Regions from separate parts of the Hordeum vulgare genome. Here region 2 is linked to region 1. Evidence: chromatin contacts called from public Hi-C data. All regions are on one chromosome and are shown on one strand. The core of a region is the stretch at or near the end of the contact, and the rest is flanking DNA. Distances in the headings are between cores, read along the strand shown.

Region 1 (6,054 bases), core at 2,012-4,511:
GTGAACAGTGATCGTATGTAGGAATTCGTGAACAGTACTCAGTCTACTATTCATGGCCAGTGCTAGCCCCTGACATCCCTTGTTCATTTTATAACAGAGCTTATTGTACATATGTGACTTCACTTGTGCATGATACAATGTTTTTGGTTGCATTCCCTACTTAGCATGGTTGTTCCCATCTAAGACATGGTCTATGTAAACATGCTAAGTAGATGCATTTGTTGTTGTTTGGTAGTAATGTATGTGTTGATACATGCTGAGGTGAGAATTTGTTTGGTAGTTTGCACCTGAACATACATGTTGGACTGAGACTGTGTTTGGTAGCCGATATGGCTGTTTTTGAGGTATGATGCCAAATTTATTTTTTATGGCATTCACAATAACCGAACAACAATTCAACACTCCACCGATAATGCGAGTAATAAAGCATAACCGTCCAAACACAATCTGAGCAATGATAAATTAAGTTCAACACAATTCGAGCAATGAATTTATCAACACACTATCAAACTGAAAGTGACGAATCTGAAGCAGCAGCCTCCGGTGGTGCCTAACCAAACTGAATTTATTGCAGCAATGCTCATTGGGGCCTCCCGCCCGTCGGAGTATCGGCCGGTTGTCACTTGGGGTTGGGCGCCGGTCGGAGGGTCGGCTCCGGTAGTGGCGGCAGGAGCCCAACTCTTGGGGGCTCTCGCGCGCAGTAGCAGCAGCAGCTACATCTATGTCAACCTTGTCCGACATGGGATTCATCATGGAGTTCACGAAGAAACTAATCCTCTGGCTGATGGAGGACCCGGAGCAGCGGGCGCACGTCTACCTGATGAAGGAGCGGTGCGAGCGCACCAAGGCAGCCTGGGCGCTCCCGCTCCGCCCCTACGGCTTGTGGACCTTTGACCGCTTCAATTCCCAGCTCTCCTCGGACCCCAAGATCAGCCAGGTTGTCGGCCGCCGCGACCACTACGATGACCTCCTAGCCCGCCACGCCAACCCCGCCCTACCCCCATCCTCCTCCTCCTGAAGCCCAACTTGTTGGGGGCTCTTGCGCGCACTAGCAGCAGCAGCTGTAGCTCTGTCAGCCTCCATTCCCGGAGCGCGCGCAGAAGCGCCGAACAGGGCGGCGGCGCGTCATGGGAACAGGCGAGGCGAACGACGAGAGGGCAAGCATAACAGCGCCGCGTCGCGGGAACAGGTGTGACGGCGCGTCGCGGGAACAAGGAGAGGGACGAGAGGTTGGGATTGGATCAACTTTTCGTGGGGGTGGAGAGATCGTTCGGGACTGGTAGGTCGAGGAGGAACAGGTGGGATGGGTCTTAGGAGCCACGCTGAGCAGCGAACACCTGATCGTCCGTTCGCTCGGAAGCCATGCTATAGGGCCTTTTTGCATTAGATGAATCATGCTAAATAGAGCTCATACAACATCCAAACAGACAGGGCCGGCCCTAGGGGGCGGGGGGCGGCCGCCCCGGGCCTCCAATATCATGGGGCCCTCTCCTACCTAACCAAGTTTAGGTACGCTAAGTAATCTGGGCCTTGCTGGGTGAGGCGGAAAAAAAATGCAAACTGGGCTAACTGAAATCGCAAAAATATGTGCTTTGGCATCCTATACACGTACTTTATAACCCTCCAATGGATCTAGGTTTGCGTGTGAATTGCCTTGGGTCCCTCATCTCTATCTCCACTAATCACGATTTGTAAAGTCGCCTGAGCCACCGAGCGCCGAGCGCTGGCCGCGGCCACCAGCGGAAGCAGAATGCCTATCGTTCACATGGTATCTCGGTCCTGGCCATCCACACAATCGTTGATTTCAAATAAGGTAGCCTATTATAGGCCTGTTTGGTTCATGATTAACTTTGTCACAATTAATCTTAGGTAAAGTGTGGCTGCCATAAAAAGTATGGCTAATAAAATGAACACCACAAGTGTGATAAGATTTGGCAAAAAATTAAGTGTATGATATGTGAACCATATAACTAGAAAAATGTGACAAGCCACAAGTGTGGCAATGAACCAAACGCATGCCTAAGGTATTGTGGCATGACTATGGTTAGGCGTGGCAACCTTAGGCTGGAAACCAAACAGCCCCTATGTCTTAGTGATTTTGTCTTATGTTCTTTCTTATAATTTTGCCATACGACCTTGTGTTAAGTTTTTAATTAGTACTTGTCTCTTTAAAATTTTAGATCTGATATATCCTGTGGCGAGAAAAAAAGCGATGAAAAAAAGATTAGATGAGTTGATAGCATCATAGAGATAGTTGTGGATGAGCAAACTAAGGCAAATCAAGAGATGATGACCATATAGAAGTCAATGTTGACATTGCAGAATGTTTAAAGAAAGTTCTAAGGTAATACTACAAATGGGTTTTGTAACATTTCATATATCAAGAAAACATTTGATGTACTTATCATTTCATCCATCTCTATATGTAAAAAGAATGAAGGTTATGTGTTATGTTTGTCCTTCGTCTAACCTTTCTATGGTCTCTCTTGGTTTTGTTTATCTCTCTACCATCTTTGATATTTTTTCATTGATTTTATAAAAAAACACTTGAACCTTTTCAATGTATTACTCCCTCCGTTTCTAAATATAAGACCTTTTAGAGATTTCACTATATACTACATACGGATGTATGTAGTCATATTTTAGAGTGTAGATTCACTCATTTTATTTCGTATGTAGTCTATAATCAAAATTCTAAAAGGTCTTATATTTCGGAACGAATGGAGTATTAACTTATTAACATCTCTACTATTTATAAAGAATGAAATGTCCGGTTTTAAATTTGTCCTTAGTCCAACCTCCTTATGCCTCCTCCTTATTTTCATTTTATCTTTTATATTTGGTTTTTTCACATTTTTTTCTTAAAACCGCCTAGCTGACCCACGTTTTACTGAGGCCATATTTTGCAAGATAATTAGTATCGTCATTGCAATGCCCAAATAATTTATTTAGTATGCTAATAAAAAGGCCTTGTCTTTTTTTCTTTTTTGCCCCGGGCCCGTAAAATTTTAAAACCGATCCTGCAAACAGATAAAAATGGATCGAAAAGCAAACTGCTGGTGCAGTGGTACACCCTTTGCAGGCTAGCAAACACACCCTTGTAGGGTTCGGCTCCGTGCCCCCAACCCCCATCCATCTCGCCACCTACTCCATCGAGACCCGACGACCCCGAGGCATCCAAGGCCGATCGCCGCCGCCGCGCCCTTCCTCCCTCTCCCCATCCCCGAGCAGCTCCTACCAACTCCGGCCGCGCTCATAACCGACCCAGGTTCGCCGCCACCCATCTCCTCCTCCATATCAGATCCGCCGCTCCCACCTTCCGCCGCGGCGTTGACCACCCCCCGCGACGACCTCGTCCCCCGCCGTGCCGAGGTGTCGCGCCGCCAGACCCCTCCAGCGGAGGAGGTCCTGGGTGCAAGTGACCTCGGATGGCCAAGGCCGCACGCGTGGACGCCGCCGGCGAACTCCTGGACGACCTCCTCCTCCTCGTCTTCGAGCGCTTGCCGGGCGTCCAGGACCTCCTCCGCTGCGCAGCCACGTGCAAGCAGTGGCTCTGCCTCATCACCGACCCGGTCTTCCTCCGACGCGTCGGCCTCTGGCCGGAGACAGCGCCCCGCCCCTCGGTCCTCGTCGGCATCTTCTACCAGAACGTGGTACCGCCCAGCGCGATTCAGCCCCTGGCAAGGATACCCGACAGTCCTCCCCAATTCTTGAGCCTTCAGGCCGGCGGCGCCCATCTTACCTTCGACTCTTTCGTCTCCAACAACGATGGGCTCTTCAACTTTGCAATGCCACTGGCATCGCGCCGTGGCCTTCTCCTCGTGGGTACCTTGCTGCCTATCCCGATCGACAGCCAACCACGTGAGAAGCTCCATCTTGCGGTCTGCCGCCCTCTGATCGATAAGCAGGGTAGGCATCTGCTCCCACCGCCTGCAAACCGTGAATTCATCATCGGGCACCGCCTAACTGGGTTTGCTCTTCTCACCGATGAGGACCACCGTGCCATTGATGATTTGGATCAGCAACGACGGCAACCGTCGTTTCAAGTCGTCTTGACTTACTCAGCCGCCAACAGAGTCATGTATGTCTATACCTACTCCTCTGCCACGGACACTTGGAGCACACCCATCGAGTGCCACCAGGTTTCACACCTCGTGAGGTGTGGACCGTGTGCCGGCGTCGTCACCTGCGGCACCGTGCACTGGCTGTTCACAGACCAGAGAAGCTTCTACACACTCAATGTGAATGTCGCCACGGCACATGTCTCTCTGACCAAGATCCCCATCAACGTCCACGAGGGCGAGCAGCGGCGGCGAGTGCCGTTTCCATGTGTCACCCGAGAAAGAAAGCTTTCTTTTGTGATCATACGAGAAGATGGTGTGCTAGAGCTTTGGGCCAAGCAAGACAATGATCATGGCGGCGAGGCCGGTGCAGGAGGGTGGTTGCGCTCTGACCTGATAAATCTAGGAAGCGGTGATAAAATAAACCTTGTCTTCTTCGCGGAGACGAGAGGTGCCATGCTCGTCGAGCAAGGCGGTACTTTCTTCACCATTGATCTCAAGAGTAAGGAAAAGGCGTTGGTCGATCTCAAAGGCAAGGAAATGGAGCCTGTCAGGGGCATCTGCAGGTTTCCGATGCATCGCTGTAGTAGTAGCTGGTGTAGTGGATTCCTCTGCAGCTGGGGGAAGGTTAGTCCTTGCACGTATAACAAGCCTGTGTTGTACGAGGTGGTTGGGTATTTGAGGCAAGATGAGGGCAGATTAAGTCAGACAATTTCCAAAGAACATGTACATACATCATGTAGGATTTAATGGTATGATTCCCAATAGATCGTGGGTGCTGGAATCAACGCAGAATAATGCACTGGGATAACATGTGTAAATTCCTCCTGTTTTCATTCCGACCGTTCTATTTATAGTTCAGTAGAACTTAAAGTTTCTGTGATGTTGTTTTTCGTGTGGAATTGTGCTGTGGAAAATTGTTCACGAGTAACTACAACTGCCATGTGTTTATCAGTGCCTCACTGTAATTTCATCGATATCGTGAATTATATATATTGTATATCTCATTATTGATTTGAGCAATGTGTTTAACTTTGACATGGCAACTATGGAACAGTCTTTGTCTGCTGGTTGTTTGGCTGTGAATTGGCCAAAATATGACCTGAGTTGGCATGCCATGATCTAACACAAGCACAGTGCTAGCCCAATCTGGCTAACACAACCAAACTTGGATCGGTGATGCCTGCAAGTTGAGGCTACAACATGTAAGTACACTTAAAAAATAAGCCAAAGAGAACATCTAGTAGAAATGATCACTGTATTAGTCTGCAGATGTTGCACAAAGAAATATACCCAGCAACTGAAGCTTTCTTTTTGGTCGTCTTCGGTTGACACTAGTAGAGGTTGTTTTTATCCATCTGTAAGGCTAAAAGCATGTAAGTTGTCAACAGTCTTAATGCTTCAGTTAATTGTTATACTAATTGATCATCTGTTTCACTTCCGTCAGGTCGTCAACAAGGATGCAAATCTACGGAAAAAAAAGGGATGCAAATGATGTACTATGACAGAAGAAGCTGGATTTGCCAGACCAGTCTGGTGAAGAGTAGGAAGAAGAAAGAACAAACTGATGAAATGGGTGTACCGAGTTGTCTGAAAATACTGTTGATGCTGAATAAAATCGCCTCTCAAGCACAGTATTCTTGCTATGTCTTACTGTATTTTCAAGCCTTGTTGCATATAGCAGAGTGGGTAAAACAAAGCAACGCCGTCAAGGTTACTGGTTGTTTTGAGTTTTGACAACCGGACTATCTCTTCCCCTGAATTTTTACTTCTCTAGCACCCTAAGCCATCTGATCTAAAGAACCCGAATGAAGTATATGTAAGCTTGCACTGCTGACTACGCATGCATATGCGACTATGTTCCAATCAGGTCAGTAGTTCAGTTTGTTCCTTGGTTCTGACCACACCAACCCCAGGTAATTTTATCTTGGATCCCGTCAAAACAATTTTCCTTCAACTAAGCAAATATCGACAGAATCGCCAGCTCTCGTAG
Region 2 (6,457 bases), core at 633-3,132, 390 kb after region 1:
AAAATATGGATTTTGAAATATTTCAAAACTGACCTCCATGGAGCTTGCCTTTGAACGGGATTTTCGAACCATTTTTTAGAAACAGTTTCGAAGCAGATGTAAAATATTGAGCTGATTTCTGACCTGTGAATCACTGGGCCTCATGGGCCAGGTAGCAGGCATGCAGTATGAGCCATTAGGCCTCATGGGCAATTCAGGCAAGTTAAACGTTCTCTCTCTCTCTCTCTCTCAATAAAAGGCAGTAAATGTGTTTCTAAAAAAAAAGGGCAGTAAATATAATCCATTTCTCAAAAAAGAAGAGGTGAATATATATAAGCCTTGTCTTGAGAGAGAAAAGAAGGCAGTGTGTAATTCGAAACAGTCAACAGATCTGGCGTTGGAAGAGGCGAGGGAAGCGGAGACGCGGCACTCGCGAGCGGCGCCCCCTTGCAGTGCGTGAGATTAGAATAGAATCAGCTCCATGCATCACTCGTCAGAAGAGGCCAGTCTGCGTCCATTCCTTGGTCTTGCTGCCATTCCTAATCGCTCCTCCCCCTGACATGACATGTCGCCCGTCGACGGCGCCGTGAATCTCGTCGCCGACATGAATGCGTAGGCTGGGACGGACGAGGAGAGGACACCGTCGACTCGACTGCAGCCAGAGAGGTACGGCGCCGTGCCCGTCCTGGCTATTCATTCACCGAGACGAGCAGGGGGATCGGGGTTTGGGTGGGAGACGCTGCATGCATGCAGTTTTTCATAACCGGATCTTCGTGCTGTATATTTCTTCTGCCCCTTGAATCTGCAGCTGCAGCTGCAGCAGCAACCGGCCTAGCGCGCGGTCCAGCCCACGTCTCTTGAGGCGCTCGGCTCGACGCACAACAGGGAAAAGGCGTGGTAGCACGTGGCCCTGGCCGTGGCCTGGCTCAGTGCCAGTGCTAATTCAAAGCGTAAACACGCTGCTGCTAATTACGTGATCTCTCATGCATCAGCCGTATCACTGTATCTGAATGCTGTGATCGATGCAGCTAGTAGCTAGCTTGGATTACGTTACGGGTGAGGCGAGGGAATAGGATTCCTTCCTGCTGCTGCCCATCTTATCTCTCTCTCGGATCCTTTCGGTGGCTCCGAGTCAAGGATCTCATTCGTCTGGCCAGATTTAGTGATTCGTGTGACGATGATGATGATGATGGTGATGACGGTGATCCTTTGTCATCCGCGCTCATGGATGGATGCAGAATGCAGGCGCCACCTCGATGTCTTGCGAGGGTTCAGAGACGCCAATAATTGTGTGGGCATCGGAGGCCGGCCACGGCTCACGCGCAGGCACGACAAAGCTCGCTCCGGCCAGTCGGTCAGCTAGACCGCCTAGACGCCTTAGACCTGCATTGTTAAAGGAAAGCAGAGGAGAGGATGATGCATACTACCACTAATTCTTAGTAAATGCCAACAGTGAAGCCATGCCATGCACCCATGCAGCTAGAAGCACAAGAAATTCCCGCCAAAAAAGAAAGAAAAGGACACCTTGTGTGTCGACACATGCCTCGTTTACGCGGGCAGTAAAAACCGCCCGGCCAGCAAGTCAACAATCAAATGAAGGACAGCGAGTGAGCAGGGGAGCGAAGAAAGGAAGAAATGGCTCCACCTCCATCACCTCCATTCCATTCCATCAGCCATCACAGGTCACACGACGACTTCCCTTCCCTTCCCGCGCCTTGTCCAGTAGCGGCCGTGGCGCGAGCGCGAGGATGGACGCCATCATTATCCACACCCACACCCACACCCACACCGAGCAGCCCGAGAGAGCGGACAGTTGGGCGACACTGTCACAGTCCACGCATGAGCGAGCGTCGCCTTCACCTCACGGAATCACGAGACGACGGGGAGGAGAGCCTCCCGCGCGCGGCATCTGTCAGATCGGGCCGGTAAAACAAACAAAGAAACAAAGGGCAGGGGGGCGCCTCCTTTGCTGTCCTCCTCCGGCTCCTACTCCTCCCGACTCCCAGTGCGTCGTGCTCCTGGTCTTCCTCCTCCCGCTGTCATTCTTCCCTCCCGGTCCAGGCTCTCCCCCTTCTCCTCTCCCCGACCACCTGGCCTCTGCGTGCGCGGACCCCATCCATGGCCGCCTCACCGTAGCCTTGGCCGGTGATAAGGTCAGTGCTCCTGCTCTGCTCTGCTCTGCTCGGCCTCCTCCTCGTTTTTTGCCGGATTCGCTCCTTCTTCTTCTTTTCCTTGCTGATTTTCTCTTTCCTCGATGGATCCCCCGTGCTCTACGGGGAGGCCAGCGTTCCGGCTACGATTGCGTGCCAAGAGCATGCGCGTGTTCTTGTTGTTCCAGGTAGCAGCATGCCAACACGCCGAGGTTTTCTGCGCTTGCTGCCGTGCTGCTTGGCTTGGTAGAATTAAATACTACTCGTGGTGATTTGCGTGAGGTTTTGGATCTGGATTCCGGGACCCTGCTGCGACACCCTCGTGGTTTCCGTGTGATTACGATCAGTAAATCGTTTGCGTCTCCCCTCGTTAAAGAATCCAGAGACAGAAACGCCATCCTTTCCAGTGCAAAGTAGAATAAGATAACTAGTACTACTGGTATCGCTCAGCTCTTTGCTCCCCCCTTCCCTCTCTTCATGATTTTCTCGTGGTCAGCGCTTTGTGCCGGGACCTTGAGCTGCTTGCTAATCTCCCCAGCAAGAGTTCCTAGATCGGTTAGCTTTGCTGAGCTTGAGGCTTGTGCTATCTCCGGTGCATGTGCGTGTGTGTGGTCAAAAATGGATTTTATTCTTCTTTCTTCGCGAAACAAAGAGAGATTTTATTCAACAGAGGTAGCAGCAATTGGACTTGGGACATGGGGCGCAATCCACAGATCACCATAGTCATCAGCATCTTAGTAGAAAATACGACTAGTGCTCCTGGTTAAAACAAGGATACTACTACAACCCTTTTAGCTGCTGCACTCTTGAGTTTGTGTGGCTACATCCTTTTATCAAGGACCTGGGATTAGCAAGTTCTGTTAGTAGCTCAACTGAGGTATCTGGTTCAGGAGTGGATTTGAACAGGTTCAGTTCATGCACTGCAAAAGACATTTTCTTTAGTGCCCCCATAAAAGCCTTGTCCCATCAGCTTTCCCCACAGACGGCTTCAGACTGGCAGCTTATTTGTTGTTATTTCAGCAAAGTACATGAATGCTTGACTGCATGTTATGGCAGCTCCATGTGTTGATGTGCTTCATCCAGATGCTTACCATTTCCTTGCATGATTTAGGATCTTTTAGCCTGACAGGATACCGTGTCCTGCACTGCCCACACGGGATCATGGTATGGAAACCTCAAATTATTAATTTCCTTTTTAGGATATAAATACAGTAACTATTAGTAATATTTCGCAAGGTTGCTTAACTCCTACTTCTTGCTTACCTGCTTAGGTTGATACCAAAAGAGAGCCTGCCGGAGAGGAGTTACCTGATGGCTGGCTGATAGAGTACAGGCCTAGAAAGACTCGGCCTGGATCTAGGGTCAGGAGGGACAAGGTGCAGTATGTTTCCCTTGGTTAAATTGTGGAAATATTTCGAGTAGTAAATTCCAGTTTTTACTAGCTAGTCGTGAACTCGTGAAATTGTAAAAGCTTTTACCCTGTTAAAAACTTAAAATCCTGCTACCACTTATTTGTGATATTGCGACAACTTTTACTCTATTTTACTATTTTACCAAGCGGATAAGTTAGATCCACTTGTTAGGATGGCATAATAGCTGTGTGGACAGACAACTAGGACACAAACTCATTAGGATCGCATCAAATTATGTCAAATCTCTCAAATTTCATCAAATTAAGCTAAGCACTATGGAATTGTGTCCACTTTGGCGAATAGGTTTCAACTAGCTGCACCGTGCTGCTCCCTCACCACATTGTATACCCCTGTGGAACATACATGCCCGAGTTTCTGACTAGTCAGCTGCCACATCATCCTGACACATGGGTTCACCTTGTCAGTTTGAGTAAAATAAATAAAAATGGGGTAATTACAAGATCACAAGTAAGGAGTTACATGTGGTAAGGTTTTTTTAAATAGGGTAAATGCTGCCACAAAGTGGTGACTACGGGGGTTGGTCAAAGTGGAATTTACTCGAACCATTCAACTTGGTGCGTTTATGTTTCCTTTCTGATGCCTCTTGTGGTGACTACGGGGGGTGGTCAAAGTGGAATTTACTCGAATTATTCTACTCGGTGCGTTTATGTTTCCTTTCTGATGCCTCTTGCAGTCTTGTTTCCACAAAACAAAAGCTACAAAGATCCTAAAAAACAAGTGTTGGTACTTGGTAATGATTTGGTATTAAAACAAGAACTCCTCATTTGCAGTTGGATTTGTGCAGTTTTCTTTAGTATAGCTTAGACTAGCATTGACCGTTCCCTTTTCATACTGGGAAAAAAAACTTTACTTTTTCATTAGCATTCTTCTTGTCAGTTTATTTTGATAAAATATTCTGGTGATCTACATGCATATTGAATTGTTGTTTGCCAACTGTATGTATGAGTAATGCGGTGAATATTGAATATTTTTAATCGACTTTGACACAAAATTTCATTGAACCAAATTTAATCAAATGTGATAAACCATGTTCTTGTCATGGTATGACAATGAACAATGAATTGAAAGCAACCTCATTCCTAACACACGAAGATACATGCCATTTTGACCAAATGAATGCCTAATGAGTTGTTAGTGGTTCAGTTCTATGTAGACAACAAATAATTGGAAATAACTACTTGAGTCGTTTTCTTAGGACAGCTTCTAGGCTCTAGTTTCCCTCCTAATGGTATGACCAATTTATGTTTGACTTTGACATCATTCTGTTTATTGTCTACTTAACGCTCTGTTTTGTAGTTGTACTGTTGTAGTAATCTAATCATTTGATCTATACAGTTCTACATTGATCCTACAAATAGCTATGAATTTCGTTCTCTCAGAGAGGTTCACCACTACCTCGAATCTCAAGATACGAATGATAGCGTTGTGACTCCAAACAAGAGAAAAAATGAGGACCGGCGGATTTCAGGGGAAAAATCTCAACATGTATGTTCCTTCTCTTTTCATATTTCTTATTTGACTTTTTCCTACATGTTAAACATCTCGGATCGACTGATTATTCAATTGATAAAGTAAAAAACGTTAAGAAATGAAAAAGGAGTTTTCTTTTCGAGAGTGGGTGTTATAGATGCAATGGTGGGTGCTTGAGTTTGGGGTTTACCTAATTATGCATCTCAAAAAAATCATACATGTGCATCATGTTATAACACAACCACCCTACAAAATATCAAACAAAAACATGACCAAATGTACCCTGCACAAAAAAGAAAAAATGTTTGACTTAATGTTTAAACAGTATAATAGCAACCACTTAGCCCCTGCTTGGAATGCCGTTTTATTTTTACAAGTGTAATATTTTACAGAGGTATTTATACCGGTCATAAGTATAAACCAGCTGAAAACTAAACCGATGGATGGAGGTGTGTATTATTTTTACAAGTGTATTTGGCAAAAAAAGACATCCCAAGCAGGGCCTTAACTTAGGACAAATTTGTTCATATTTGTGCATGAAATTTGGTAGGTGTTCACACTAATATCACGCTGCATATGTATGATTTTTTTGTGTAATTGAAAATTTATAATTAGGTAAACTCAAGCAACAGCCCTTGCATGTAACATTTGCCTTTTCCCTTTTCAGATAGTGTTAGATTATTTCTAGTTCTAGGATAGCGCAAAAATGTTATGTTTGCTAAATTACACTAGATAACCGATAGTTTCCTGATGCACCTACAAAATTCTGATAGTTTTGCTAAAACATGTTGTTCCCATTGAAATACTACTTTTCTGAAATATAAGAGAGAAGGGGTGTGAAAAGTCCTAACCACCGAACTCATTTTGGAACAGAGTTTGGATGGTTTGATTGTCAAGTCTGGATGGCTAATTGCTTTTTTCTAAATGATGAAATTGTTCATGCTTGTAAATGTCTGGACAATATGAGATATGGATGCAATGGGTTGCAGATGTGATTTTTTCTTATTTCATGCCCGTTCTCTCTCCTTAATCACAAATAAGCAGCATCTTACTGGTTCCAATGTGTTTTGGCATTGGAACGCATTTCTCTAGTATACATCTAGGAATTACCAATTTTCTGGTAGTACCCTTCAGTGTATGTCGCACTTTTGCAGCTCATTAAATTTCCCATGCTGAGCTAAACATCAGTGTTGTTGTTCTCAATGAGTAGTAAATGTCATGAACTCTCATCTTAGTCATATACCTAAAAGTGGAGCCAAACTGCTGTCTGCCGATGCCCTCAGATTTCCATTGTACTTCAAATGAGTGAATCGCAAAGATCTTTCTTGCTACCTATGTTTTCCTTATGACAATAACTACTGCTGGACCATCTAATAGGCTTTATTTTTGAAATATATAGGCTGGACGGCCATCAGGTAATAGACA

The links. A called contact is a pair of places that touch in the nucleus more often than the background predicts.
Region 2: a Hi-C map of seedling shows a contact between it and region 1, with 3 times the contacts expected there. The contact joins the promoter of LOC123427618 here to the promoter of LOC123427615 in region 1. A contact is called at or near these places in 2 of 6 Hi-C or Micro-C datasets (leaf and seedling) and 1 of 1 datasets of contacts at active chromatin or transcription factors (embryo).

The regions. Positions count from the first base shown.
Region 1 is chr2H:600,998,301-601,004,354 of MorexV3_pseudomolecules_assembly, forward strand. It overlaps LOC123427615, which reads left to right and starts at 3,262. Exons shown (of 1, transcript XM_045111695.1): 1 at 3,262-4,944. The coding sequence starts at 3,429. The coding sequence ends at 4,811. LOC123427616 (a long non-coding RNA gene) reads left to right here and starts at 3,010. Exons shown (of 2, transcript XR_006622415.1): 1 at 3,010-3,268; 2 at 5,509-5,707. It overlaps LOC123430716, which reads left to right and starts at 740. Exons shown (of 1, transcript XM_045114563.1): 1 at 740-1,018. The coding sequence starts at 740. The coding sequence ends at 1,018.
Region 2 is chr2H:601,388,672-601,395,128 of MorexV3_pseudomolecules_assembly, forward strand. It overlaps LOC123427618, which reads left to right and starts at 1,883. Exons shown (of 5, transcript XM_045111697.1): 1 at 1,883-2,132; 2 at 3,241-3,293; 3 at 3,401-3,505; 4 at 4,898-5,047; 5 at 6,432-6,457. The coding sequence starts at 3,291.